2 separate regions of the Sus scrofa genome follow, and region 1 is linked to region 2. A link is a contact called in public HiChIP or PLAC-seq data. All regions are on one chromosome and are shown on one strand. Each heading gives the region's core, a stretch centred on a gene start, on an enhancer-like site or on the middle of the called end of the contact. The rest is flanking DNA. Distances are from core to core; before and after follow the strand shown.

The links. HiChIP or PLAC-seq counts read pairs in DNA pulled down with a chosen protein or histone mark.
Region 1: an H3K27ac HiChIP or PLAC-seq map of alveolar macrophages shows a contact between it and region 2. The contact joins two enhancer-like sites. A contact is called at or near these places in 14 of 47 Hi-C or Micro-C datasets (alveolar macrophages, brain, embryonic fibroblasts and 8 more) and 2 of 2 datasets of contacts at active chromatin or transcription factors (alveolar macrophages and skeletal muscle).

What each region holds. Positions count from the first base shown.
Region 1 is chr9:86,140,269-86,146,526 of Sscrofa11.1, forward strand. No RefSeq gene overlaps it. Among named protein-coding and RNA genes, the nearest start is that of AGR2, 90 kb to the left of the region's middle. Within about 2 kb of position 2,758, at least 6 of the 83 cell types and tissues checked have an H3K27ac peak or open chromatin away from gene starts, as enhancers often do. A contact at or near this core is called in alveolar macrophages, where this site is marked.
Region 2 is chr9:85,930,853-85,937,578 of Sscrofa11.1, forward strand. It overlaps BZW2 (basic leucine zipper and W2 domains 2), which reads left to right. Exons shown (of 12, transcript NM_001245007.1): 7 at 146-255; 8 at 4,648-4,818; 9 at 6,524-6,670. Among named protein-coding and RNA genes, the nearest start is that of BZW2, 46 kb to the left of the region's middle. Within about 2 kb of position 3,884, at least 6 of the 83 cell types and tissues checked have an H3K27ac peak or open chromatin away from gene starts, as enhancers often do. A contact at or near this core is called in alveolar macrophages, where this site is marked.

The sequences.
Region 1 (6,258 bases), core at 1,508-4,007, 210 kb after region 2:
GTTTGTTTTAAATATTTGCCTATGGAGTAGTAGGAAATGTGTTTTACCTGAAATTAAGTTCAAAAGTTTTCTCTAGTGGACGAATTTTTCTTTCTGCTTATATATCACCCCACCTCTATTCTCCAGAACTACCCAAATTCTAGCCCAGTAAATGTTTTTTAAATATATACACAGGAGTTCCCATTGTGGTGCAGCAGAAATGAGTCTGACTCGTATCAGTGAGGATGTGGGTTCGATCCCTGGTCTCACTCAGTGGGTTAGGAATCTGGCATTGCCGTGAGCTATGGTATTGGTCATAGACATGGCTCAGATCTCACATTGCTATGGCTGTGGTGCAGGTCGGCAGCTGTAGCTTTAATTTGACCCCTAGCCTGGGAACTTCCATATGCCGTGGGTGCATATGGAAAAAACAACAAAACAACAAAAAACAAAAAACAAAAAAACCAAACCAAACCAAACCATACATGCATATAAACATACACAAACACATACAACACCTTTCATTTCAACTTGATCACATTTCTCCTCCCCACACCCCCGCCTACATAACCCCAAACCTGTGCATGAAAAACCTTGATTTTTCTCTGCTTTAATTGGAGAAATGGGTGGGGGCTTTGTTTGGTCCCTAGATCCCTGTCTGTCACGAGCAAATGGGAGCTGGTGGCCTCAGCCTGAAACAGTCTGAGCACGTCTCACTGTAAAACCAGCATTTGTTCTGCTTTCCTTAGCCAAGTTCCACATCTCCAAGCAATACAGAATACAGGATGGTAGAATGGTCTGTACCAGAGCTGAGTTCAAATTTCTCTTTCTGGTAATAAGTCTTTGAGTTTCTATCTTTCCAATGATCTCTTTTGTGGTCTCAAGGATATTTCATCAGAGTAAGTTCAAGGGGCTGAGTTTCTTCACTCTAGCAGTTTCTGTATGATAAATCTGGGTTTGCGCATACCCAGCCTGGGAATGGGAACTCAGCTGGAATCCCACCTCTTTCCCCCCTTCCATTACAGTTTATAAAAGGTGATGTCAGTGTGATGAAAGATGCCAAAATGTGTACTGGAAATAGGCCTAGAGGGTTGCTTCCAGTGACTGGCTCCCCGGCCAATTACATAAGTGCTTCCCTGTTACCATATCTGGGATCCCATCTGGAGCTTTGACGTGTCAGATATTGGATATCACTCTTGGAACTGAACTTGTAGGGATGGATTTATAAATAAAGTTCACGAAAGACTCATTAAACAAAACCTGAAAGCCAGTTTATCATTTAGCATGAAAAACATTTTAGTTTCCAACAGGAGAGGTTAAAGCAGTGACCTTTGGAATCAAACAAGCAGTGCCTCTGGTCTGAGGCCTTGGTTTGATCAAATGGGAATCAGCATGGTACCTACACAATGGGGTTGTGAGCAAATTGATGGGAAGAATGCAGGCAAGTGTTTGGTTGGTTTAAATGGGGTCACCGTGATGAAGCTCATTATTCACACCATTTTACAACAGACCTGGACCCAGGATGTCTGACCCCATTTCTGAAAGAACTTTGTAGCCCTGGGTCTCGTGGTGGGCTTCCTAAGAGGGTCGCTCCACTGTCCAGGGCTGCCTGCCATCAGCCTACTTTGCCTTACATGAAAGTGCAAATGTAACTTTCAAACCTGATTATCCATCAGACTGGAAGATGCAGTTCTGGATATCCATTTCTTTTGAATCTTTTGCTACTAAATTTAAAATCTCCAGGCAATTTTGCCTTTTTATAGACCAGGGTGTTTTTCTCAGGTCAGTATTTGCGATTAAAGTGACACGTAGAAATTGAAGTCCAAAAACCACTTAAAGAGTTTCAGACTTCCCCACTTCTCTCTTTTTCACCATCTTCTAACTTAGAACCCTTCTCAGACATTTTTCTTTCAAGCATGACTTTTGTGCATTTTATGCCTCTTCTGCTCCCTCTTGATGATTTTATGTAAGTAAAACCTTTTTTTTTTTTTAATTAAGTAAAAACTTTTAAGGTAAGTAATCTCCTTTTCTGAACTCACTTTTTCTTTGGAAAATTTTCATCTCAATATGTTTCCCTGTTTCTTTGGGTTTCAATCACTTCAGCTTTGATTCTTATAGTAGATGATTATTAGAATATAAAAGGTGCCAGTAGAGAATCTTAGGAAGGAAACTGAGTGAGAATCCAGGAGACCTGGTTGTGTTCGCAGCTCTAGCTCTGCCTGACCTTGGACAAACCACTTCCTCCCTTTAATGCTAGTTATTCTATTTAATTTTTGGCCATACCTGTGGCACATCATGGAAGTTCCCAGGCCAGGGATCTAATCAGCCTCGGCAGTGACCGGAGCCACTGCAGTCAGATCCTTAACCCACAGTGCCACAGTGGGAACCCTGTAATACCAGTTATTTTACTAATTAATTAGGAATGATGTCTGCTTTACCCATCTTGCTCAGTTCTTGGGAGAAAAAAAATGAAAGACTCTAGTGTTTGAAAATGATGAAATCAATGCAAATTATTGCAGAATGGAACAAGTCTGGCTGGGTTCTAGCCTGCAGCTTCCAGCCACTAACATGTCATTTATTTTCTCTGAATCACAGTCTCCTTAACTCTAATTGGGGTGATATATCACTCTTTTTTCTAAGGTTCAAATGAAAGGGACAAAAGGAGCTGCAAGCATCCTATAAACTGCAAAATACCCCATGAGTGTGAAAGTGACACCAGAGGATTCTACTACTTCCTTGTTCTGTGTGATCAGGCAAATCAGGCACTTGTTAGGCCTCTAATTCCTTATTGGGACCTGAGGCAACAATTAATCACCATCTATTTAGAAATCTGTTTATACAGATACATATATACACATATGTGTTTTTCTTAATAACAGCAATACTTCAGACTCAGAAATACTATGCAAGTGTGTTGTGACATGATTTCTTCAACTGTAATGACATTTGTTTTTAACTGGTTCATGAAATCTTAATTTTTGTTAGAAATGATTTCCAGGCAACATTCCTTGAACTTAAAGTGAAACCAAATTCCTAGGTGTTGAATAAATCCTGATCCATTAAAATCTGTTTTAGTTTTGTTTGTCAAAACGGAAGTGAGGCATGAATGGCCTGGGCAGGGCCGAGGATTTGAGGCTCTGGGAGACATTCTTCAAGGTGTTGCTTTCAAGTCAATACTCTACCTAAAGCCACCCAGGGTGACCCTCCTCCTCCTCCCCACAGGACAGACAAGGTTTATATCAGTAACCAGAGAAGGGGATGACATTGTTGCACTGTCCTCTAAGCATCATTTTCTCATTTTCTAGTACTGCTAAACCTTGATTTTGAATAGGTAAAAAAAAGATCAGGTGGGATATCAGCTGAAAAATCTCTGAACCTTATGTGGTTGGTCTTTGGGATGAGAAATGTTACAATGTGAAACGGAGAATACAGCAATTCATCTCTTTCCTATTCCTAGGTTAGAGTTGCCCAGTGAAGGTGGGCTTTGCCCCAGGAACCCATAGGGATGTGTAGCTACATGTGTGTGAAGGGTGCTAGCCTGCATCAGTAACGTGAATGCCCTCTAAAGTGTTGGGTTTACTTTTAACCCCCTTCTATCGTTGCATCTACTTTTGATAATACAGTCAGTGACTACACAGCTCTGCTTAGTGCCACAGCAGTGATTACTAGTCAGTGGTTAAATTTTGAGGAAGTCTAACAAATGGATTTCTGAGTCATTCACTCTCAAAAGGTATGCATGCCTTGTACAACACTGGGAATATAGCTAATATTTTGTAATAATTGTAAGTGGAATGTAACCTTTAAAAAATGTATAAAAACTAAAAAATTTTTAAAAACTAGTTACTCTTCATGTAAACAGATGGTCAGAGGTTTTTGGATGGAACCTTATAATCAAGTGACGTCTTGAGAGGTTTGTAAAATCTGCACAGGCCACTTGGTGGTGCTCATGACAGTCTTTGGGATGAGAAGACTGTCTGAAAAGAAAAAAGAAAAGACACACATCTTCACAGCTGTGACATTTTAGTTCTGCTTTACTGAACAAAAAGTGGTTCATTTCCAAATTTGATCCTAAATTTGAAACCACAGTATACTATAAAACCTTGAACATTCCTGAGAAAACAGTTTGAGGTGGAGTTCGTTTGTATGGTTCCAGAATGATCTCCTGTCAACAGCCTCTTTGCACAACAGAGAATTATAAATACAAGCTGTGGCTAAAAGTTATTTTAGCATGTCAAGTCCAAGCAAACCATGACTGGAATTCTAATGACCTTCTGTAGTTAGAAAAATGGTCAAAATATTAAAGAATCAAATTCACAGGGAACAAAGAGTATTCTTTTCCTCACTTATGAAATCCAGTGATGACAAGGATTCAGAAATCTATAGGCAGGATATCTCTCTTGCATGAGGTCTGTTTAAAAAGCACAAGATGAGCACAACCAGGCAGTTTTCCTAAAATAGTTTTGATTTATTTATAAGTCAGTACTGGACACCAGGGTTCATATCTTATGTGTGTCTCTATATACACTTACAAAGCTAATGCCTGTCCTTTATTTGCCCTTATATTGTATAAAGAAAATGTGAGTCTCAACCACCACCCCCAGTACATCTTCTTTATGGGAGTTCCCAGGCTAGGGGTCGCACTGGAGCTGCAGCTGCCGGCCCGCACCACAGTCACAGCCGTAGCAACGCCAGATCCAAGCTGTGTCTGAGACCTACAGCACAGCTCAGGGCAAATGGCCGGATCCTTAACCCACTGAGAGAGGCCAGGAATTGAACCCGCATTCTCATGGATCCTAGTCGGGTTCGTTGCTGCTGAGCCATGATGGGAACTCCTCCCAGCACATTTTCTATTAACTCTGTGAAAATCTGATTCCTTCTTCACAAAAAAATAAAGTCATATTTTTTAAAAAGCAAGACCAGATAAAACCTCAAATAAATGGCTTTTTAATGACATAATAAAAGCCACGCTCCCTATTGGGCCAACACTGCATGGCTTCTGCCTATTTCTCCTGCCTGCTCTCTCGCAACACTTCTCTTTATTCCTGAGGCTCCAGATTCCCTGGTTTTCCTCAAGCTCCTCCAATTTGCCCATGTCCTTCTGGCCTCAGGACACAGGCACGTGCTCTTTTCTCTTCCTGGAAGCCCTGCTGCAGGTCTTTCTTTAGATGACTTCTCTTCATCCTCAAGTTCTCAGGTAAAATGCAATCTCCTTGGAGAGGCCTTACCCCTATCTTAAGTGGTTTCCCTGTTATTTTCGGACATTTGTTTTGTTTTCGAGCCCCACCCCCCAACATTTATCTGCTTACCAAAGTTTGTAGTTATTTTTGTTGTTGTGTTTACTTTTTTTAAAAAATTAAATGTTTAATTTTTTCTCTTCTTAAATTTTTGTCTTTTTAGGGCCACACCTGTGGCATATAGAGATTCCCAGGCTAAGGGTAGAATCAGAGCTACAGCTGCTGGCCTATGCCACAGCCGCAGCAACGCCAGATCCAAGCCACATCTTCTACCTATACCACCGCTCAGGGCAATGCCAGATCCTTAACCCACTGAGCAAGGCCAGGGATTGAACCTGTATCCTCATAGGTATTAGTTGGGTTTGTTAACTGGTGAGCCACAATGGGAACTCCTCTTTATTTTGTTTTATTTTACATTTTTGTTTTTTTAGGGCTGCACAGGCAGCATATGGAAGTTCCCAGGCTAGGGGTGAAATTGGAGCTGTAGCTGCTGGACTACGCCACAGCCACAGCAATGTCAGATCAGAACTGTGTCTATAATCTACACCACAGCTCACTGCAACACCAGATCCTTAACTCACTGAGCTAGACCAGGGATCAAACCCATAACCTCATGGTTCTTAGTTGGATTTGTTAACCACAGCCACAGCTACTCCAGATCAGAGCCTGGTGTAGCATCTGTGACCTACACCACAGCTCATGGCAACGGTGGATCCTTAACCTACTGAGGGAGGTCAGGGATCAAACCTGCATTCTCATGGTTCCTAGTCAGATTCGTTAACCACTGTGCCATGACGGGAACTCCCGTTTAGTTATTTTTAAAAGGAATTTTGTCTTAGTCTCTCAGTGTTCAAATTATTGCTGTACATATTGTGAACTGTGGACCTCGATTAATCTTGTGACTTTTCATACCTCAGTTTCCTCATCTGTAAAGTGGGCATGCTATTTACATCTTTGGGTCGTTGTGAAGAATAAACACGTTAGTACATGTGATGTGTATGGGACAGCCCTTGGCATATAATAAGACCCCAATTCCTGTCAGTCA
Region 2 (6,726 bases), core at 2,634-5,133:
AGCTTTCTGTTTTTCCTTTGTACCAAATCAAATCTTTGAGTAATTTACTCTTCTCAGTCTACTTAATAGGAAATGTTGACTTATGCATCATCACAAATGGTTTTTCTTATAAAATTTTTTTCTCTCCCTTTTTTTTTTTAAACAGGCATTGCAGCCTCATTTGCTGTCAAGCTTTTTAAAGCATGGATGGCAGAAAAAGATGCCAACTCTGTTACCTCCTCTTTGAGAAAAGCCAACTTAGACAAGAGGCTGCTTGTAAGTTTTGTCTGGACAAAGAGTTAAATGTTCATGCTTCTTCCGTGGCTCTGTCAATGCCTGCAATGTAATACACAACTGAAATGCCTGGGTCTGTGTTGAATTGGAACATGGTTCCTTTTATTTCTGTATTTTTGGCAGATAGAACCTAATTCCATTTTAATACATAAATGCAATGATAAAATTAAAGAGTCATAGGAAATACAGAGACTTTCAAATTTGGAAGTTTGTTGACATAAAGATAGCATTTATCAGAATTAACTCCTTTGCAGCTAATAACTATAGAAATTTGAAGTTTTAATATGAAATTTATTTTATTTTAAATCTGTTTTTTGTTTTTTGTTTTTTGTTTTTTTTTGTCTTTTGCCATTTTCTTGGGCCGCTCCTGCGGCATATGGAGGTTCCCAGGCTAGGGGTCAAATCAGAGCTGTAGCCGCTGGCCTACACCAGAGCCACAGCAACGCGAGATCCGCGCCGCGTCTGCAACCTACACCACAGCTCACGGCAACGCCAGATTGTTACCCCACTGAGCAAGGCCAGGGATCGAACCTGCAACCTCATGGTTCCTAGTCGGGTTTGTTAACCCCAGCGCCATGACGGGAACTCCTTAATATGAAATTTAAAGTCACATTTGTCCCACCTAATTAGACATTTATAATTACCTTGGGTCGTAGTTGAGTGACACTGATCTTATATATAGGTTAGTTTGTTAACAGAATAGAAGTTTAACAAGACTCCTTATCTATACCAAGATTCCTTGGTAATACTTAAGATATTTAAGAAAGTAAACAAGTAAATTGTAGTTAATTTGAAGCTCCCACTATCACAATTGCTTGATTATATTTTTTGCTTCTCTATCTTTATATTTTTCAAAGAAAATCAAGAAAAGTATTTGTCCCCATAATTTCTATCTGCTCCCTATAATTTCTTTCTGCTAGAAGCAACAGCTGTGCAGAAGACAGAGCTTTCTCCAAGTGAAATTCTTTTTACAATTTTAGGGCAAAGTCTGAAATTAAAAGACACCCCTACCATCTTCTCTTAATCTAGTTCCTTATCTGGTTTCTCTTCCAGTGTGTTCTACTGTGCTAGGGTATTGATCCATGGGATAATTCTAAATCTGACTCACTGTAAACTCTTGGATTTTCAATGATTTAAAATTGCTTTATCTCTTGAAGTTTACCTTAAAATATCCCTATTTGTGTCTCAGAAGTCTTTAGAATATGATAAAAATAAGTATGATTCTTATTAATTTCTGCCACTGATAAAAAGTTTCATTCAGCATATATTTAAATGCCTGCTCTGTGCCAGGCACAGTCCTAGAAGCTATGGCAGTTATTGAAGACAAGTCATTAGGTTGCTGATGTGGGTGGAAGTTCCTGTGAAGGAGCATATTCCTGTCCTTGATTCTGTGAGTTAGCTGTATCTTGGTAAGGCCCTGCTGAGATCTACATGCTGCTTTGTTCTGGGACTCAGGCTAAAGGAGAAGCTCCCATGTGCGCTATTCTAGCCTCATGGCAGAGGGCAGGAACATAGACTGATGTGAGCCCTTCTGGTGCTTTAAAAGCTCACTTTCTCTGGCCAAAAGAAGTCACTGAGAAGCCTGGCAGTGGGGTGGGAAGATTTAGTCCACGTACGGGCTAGTTCTCCAGCTGTGAAGGCAGGTGTAGCAAGGAGGGGCTTCATTTAAACAAGTGTTTAAAGGAGAGGGGTTGAATGATAGAAACAAAGATACAGTCTATTACAACTTAGCACAAGACTCATCTCATTTAACTGTTCTTACAGTTTCTTCGTCTATATATATAATTGAATATGAAAAGCATAGGTGGCAGTTTCTACCAGAAACGCTGTAATCTCTGTGAGGACACAGTGACCGTCCACACTAGACCGTGCCTGCCTGGTATTTGCTGACTCGCAAATGAATGAGGAAATAGGGTCATTCTATCATCACGGAGGAAATTTTTGTTTCATTAACACATATAACAAAATGTTCTCTGTGTTAGCACATTTTGGGGAAAAGTAGCGTATTCTCAAAGTTTAGCAATTACCTCCCTCTGTAATATAGAAGCAAGAAAAGTACATATCAACTCTGAGGATAGAGGAGATGGGAAACATCATTTCCCCATCCCTGGAACAGGGAACACTGATCAAGACATTGGCCAGAAACTTTTCTAGGAGCTGAAGATACTAAAGAAATCAAACAACAGACCCTTGCCTTTATGGACCTTACATTCTATTGCAGGACAGGCAGGAAGTGAAATAAACAATTAAATACATGGTGTAAGAAAAAGTGAAAAGTGCTCCGAGGAAAACACTTAGTAGGAAGCACCGAGGTGCATCCATTGCACTATGGGAAGTCCTCTCTGATAAGGTGACATTTGTGTCAGGGAGTGAGCTATCTGGGGAGCTCCAGCAAGAGGATGCCAGATAAAGGCAACAGCAAATGCAGAGGCTTTGAGGCTTGATGTGTCAGGTCAGCAAGAGAGAGGGTACCTGGCAAGAGCAAAAGTGTAGACGATCAGCTAAGACTCATAGTGGGTCCTATATCATCCAGGAACTTTAGCCTTTATTCTGAGTAAGATAGGAAATTTGGGGAGACTTCTCTGCAGCATGTGCATAGTGTGATTTGGGGTTTTGACAGAATCACTGCCTGTTGCATTGGGAGTAGATTCAGGAACAAAGGGCAGAAGCAGAGAGACTGTAACTTAGGGATAAGGTGATAGAAGTTTTGTACCTGGGTAGGATTTTTCTAACAAATGCAGACCACGTTCCAAGTTTGTAAATGTCATAATCTGATTTACACTGATTTTGCCTCAGTTTAACCTCAATAGTAATTTTCACTATATTATGTATCATTCATAAGGACTTTAGATATCATTCATAAATAAACCACCAATAACATGTTTGACATATTACTCTAAACATAATCTTTGATCAGACTTTGTAGTCACATTCTTCCTAAGTTGAATATTGAATGCTGACATGAGTAGCAGAGTAATTATTGCCTTTGGGGATTGCATAGCTATGTCCTTAAATATTTCCTGCTGCGTAATATGGGTCAAGCTGCTTAACCTTGTTAAGACAGTTTATTTTTCTATGAAAATTAATATATTACACAAGTATGAGTAATCTGCCCACCACATCTTGGTTCACAGAAGAAATCCAATATTGAATTAGTTCCCTGCCCCTCAAATTTGGAGGACCTCTTCAAAGCTAGAACAGATATTGGTGACAACATTTCACTCAGGTTTGAAATGTTTGCTTTAACACAAATGCGTGTTTGATAGCTGCTCCCACCAGCTCTGCTCTGACATTTTGAAACTCATGACTCATCAAGGCAAATTATGGATGATGATATAGAGACTATTGAAATTTGAGTCATGACATAGAAGCCATCTGGATCTGTTACTATACCTGGTGGCAAACTCATGACAGTTTTTTCTGCTGAGATTTTTATTGAAGCCACATAGCCATTGACCACACACATGCACACTCAAATCTAACCATCATAAAAGTTTGGATCTATTTTGTAGACTCTGCAGCAGTCTGAAAAATGTAAGAGCTTGAAAACTGCCTTACTTTCTTAGTTGGGTGTTGGAGTCACACAGAATTAGAACATGACTAAGTGTTGTTACTAAGACTCTGCCAAACTGTGTAAGGTGAAATGGAAATGAGGGAAAAATATGACAGCAGCTATAGTGTATTGCTCTTTTTAAAAATTTCCAGCAGAATTATGTAATGAATTGAAGAGTTGATAGGGCAGGTTTACATTAGATCTGGCCATGAACATAATTTAGAGCCACCATCATTAACAGATATAACAAAAATTCTCTTTAGCTCTTGAGCTAGTTTTTTAGAATAATAGCATTTTCTTAGAATGTGAATAGAGGTCCTTGAGATGATAATAGTCAGTGTTGTTTTCTAATATCTTGAATCATTTCAACATTACAAAAACTAGCCTTTGTCTGTTAACTCATAATTAAGGAAACAGTGATTAATGGTTTTTTTCCTGTGAGTTTAAAACAATCCATATGTTATTCAGAGTTATCATGCTATTTGTATTTAATTTAGCAAGTTTAGCTCTGTATTTATACATGCTAATACTTTGATTAAAGTTAAAAAAAAAAGGGGAATAACAGTTTCCAAATGAGGGAAAGTAGTTTATGTAAGTTGCTTAGCATTTTCTATTCTCTTTCTTTGTCAGATTGCCTAATTTTGGAAGGTGCTTAGCAAATGCTAAAAATGTAAGCCCAAGATTTATTCTTTTGAAAAACCAATCCTTTTTTTTCCAAATAGGCGATATTCTAAGTGCTACTTTAATATGAAAATTTTGTTCTTTATGCTTGCTGGAATTTGAATAGCTTGTTGTATAACAGTATCTCTTTTCTCTCTCAGGAACTCTTTCCAGTTAACAGGCAGAGTGTGGATCATTTTGCTAAATACTTCACTGACGCAGGTCTGAAGGAGCTTTCTGACTTCCTCAGAGTCCAGCAGTCCCTGGGCACCAGGAAGGAGCTGCAGAAGGAGCTCCAAGAGCGTCTTTCTCAGGAATGCCCCATCAAGGAGGTGGGGACCGTGGGCTCACATTGCCGTGAGCCCGTGCAGCACCTTTACCTTCCTTTAGGAGACCTTTCTTTGTCTATTATTGTGAATTTGATGCTCTTTTTATACCATTAGCTCAATTTCAAAGTATTGATTCAGAATCCTCCAGGAAGTTCCAGAAATTAATGGTTATTTCCACACAAGGGGCTGTCTACCAGGCTGCTGTGGTTGTCAAAATATTTCATCTGTCCAAGAGATTTACTATTCATTATCAGTATGTCCCATTTTATGGTGCTTTCCCCATTTATTGCAGATTACATAATATGGTATTAAGTACTGGGTTAATGTATGTAAGTCTTAATTTTAAGGCAAACAAAAGGGTTGATTTTATATTCATATTACAGGAAAAGACTAGTTGAACCAGTGGCCTGTTGGCTCCCACTCATAATAGCTGCATAATCCCATAATGTAAATTCCACATTTTTGCGTAGCTAAAGTCCATATGGCTGTGACTGTATCTTCTTCAAGTCATGCCTGAAGAAAACTTCCTATTTGAACTTTAAAAACTTCTACATCACAATTTAAAAATTGCATAAAGTGTCCTTTTCTTTTGCCATTTATTCCCAAGTCCCAAGCCCTCACTACCCTGCGTGCTCTCTGTCTTGCTGGGCACGTTATGGGATTTAAGCCTGGAGAATTGCAGACTGACATTGTCCAGCAGGTGGAGGTGTTGGTCCTAAGTCTCATGGCAATAAGGTCAGCGATATATTCAATAACATTTTTCTAAGCAAGTGAACATGATTTTCCATGGGGGAAAAGCAAACCAAATAACACTTCAGTACTTTTACATACAGAGATAGCACCTTTCTTTGCAGCTTTCCCCTGCCAGCTGGGGGACTGGAACATCCCAGTTCCTTGTCTTCTCAAAGGCTGTTTAACCCATTGCTGATCCTCTGCAACCCAGGCCAGTAGGAAAGAAAGCAATGCGTTTTCACCACCACCCCCCCAAAGGAAAAAAATAGTTGTTCTCCTCACAAAGTAGTACACTTGAATATATTATGGTTTTTAATCATTTGTGAGGCCCTCACCTCTTTGTAGTTTTATTTCAAAAGGAGAAAGATTTTTTTTCCCCAGTAAGTGGTATAAAATACATTGTTCAGCAGATTTTATACCATAGCATCAGATTTTAGGATACAAGTGCATATTTAAAAGTAATTCTGAAGAGGAAATAGCCTGCTGGGCTGCTGTTGCTGCGTTGATCTTTATTTACATGGGGCATGAGGACCAGCAAGAATGGTTATTAAAGAATGAATTATAGAGAAGGCCTTATATAAACCCAAGACATTTGTCATCAAGAGGTTTAGAGTTGAGGGTTGAAAGTAGAAATTCACAGCTCTGTTGCCTCCTTCAAACCCCACGAAGTCAAACTGGTTTAAATAATTCCTGCCCTGCTCCACTCAAAGGGGTTCCTGCCGATAAAAAGAATAAGCCCTCAGAAATGAAGATTATCTCCTATTTCCTATTAACCAGCAGCTCCTGGCCAGAGTTAAGCCTATTAATTTTGGAACTAAAAATAAATCTTTGAGAACAAATTGTGTTTTTCCTCCCTCTGGTAACTGGAGAGTATATGCCAGGAAGGGAGCAGAATATTTGTATCTGACCAGGCTCAGCGAGAGGGGAGCTCCCCAGCCGCCTGTTACTCTCTGACTCTTGTCTCCATGCAATGCAGGTGGTGCTCTACGTTAAAGAAGAAATGAAGAGGAATGATCTTCCGGAGACAGCGGTGATTGGACTCCTATGGACCTGTATCATGAACGCTGTGGAGTGGAACAAGAAGGAGGAACTTGTTGCCGAGCAGGCCCTCAAGCACCTGAAGGTACCTGACTGGGAGCAGTCTAAGCTGCAGGCCAACTGCAGCCCTTCACAGTGTGA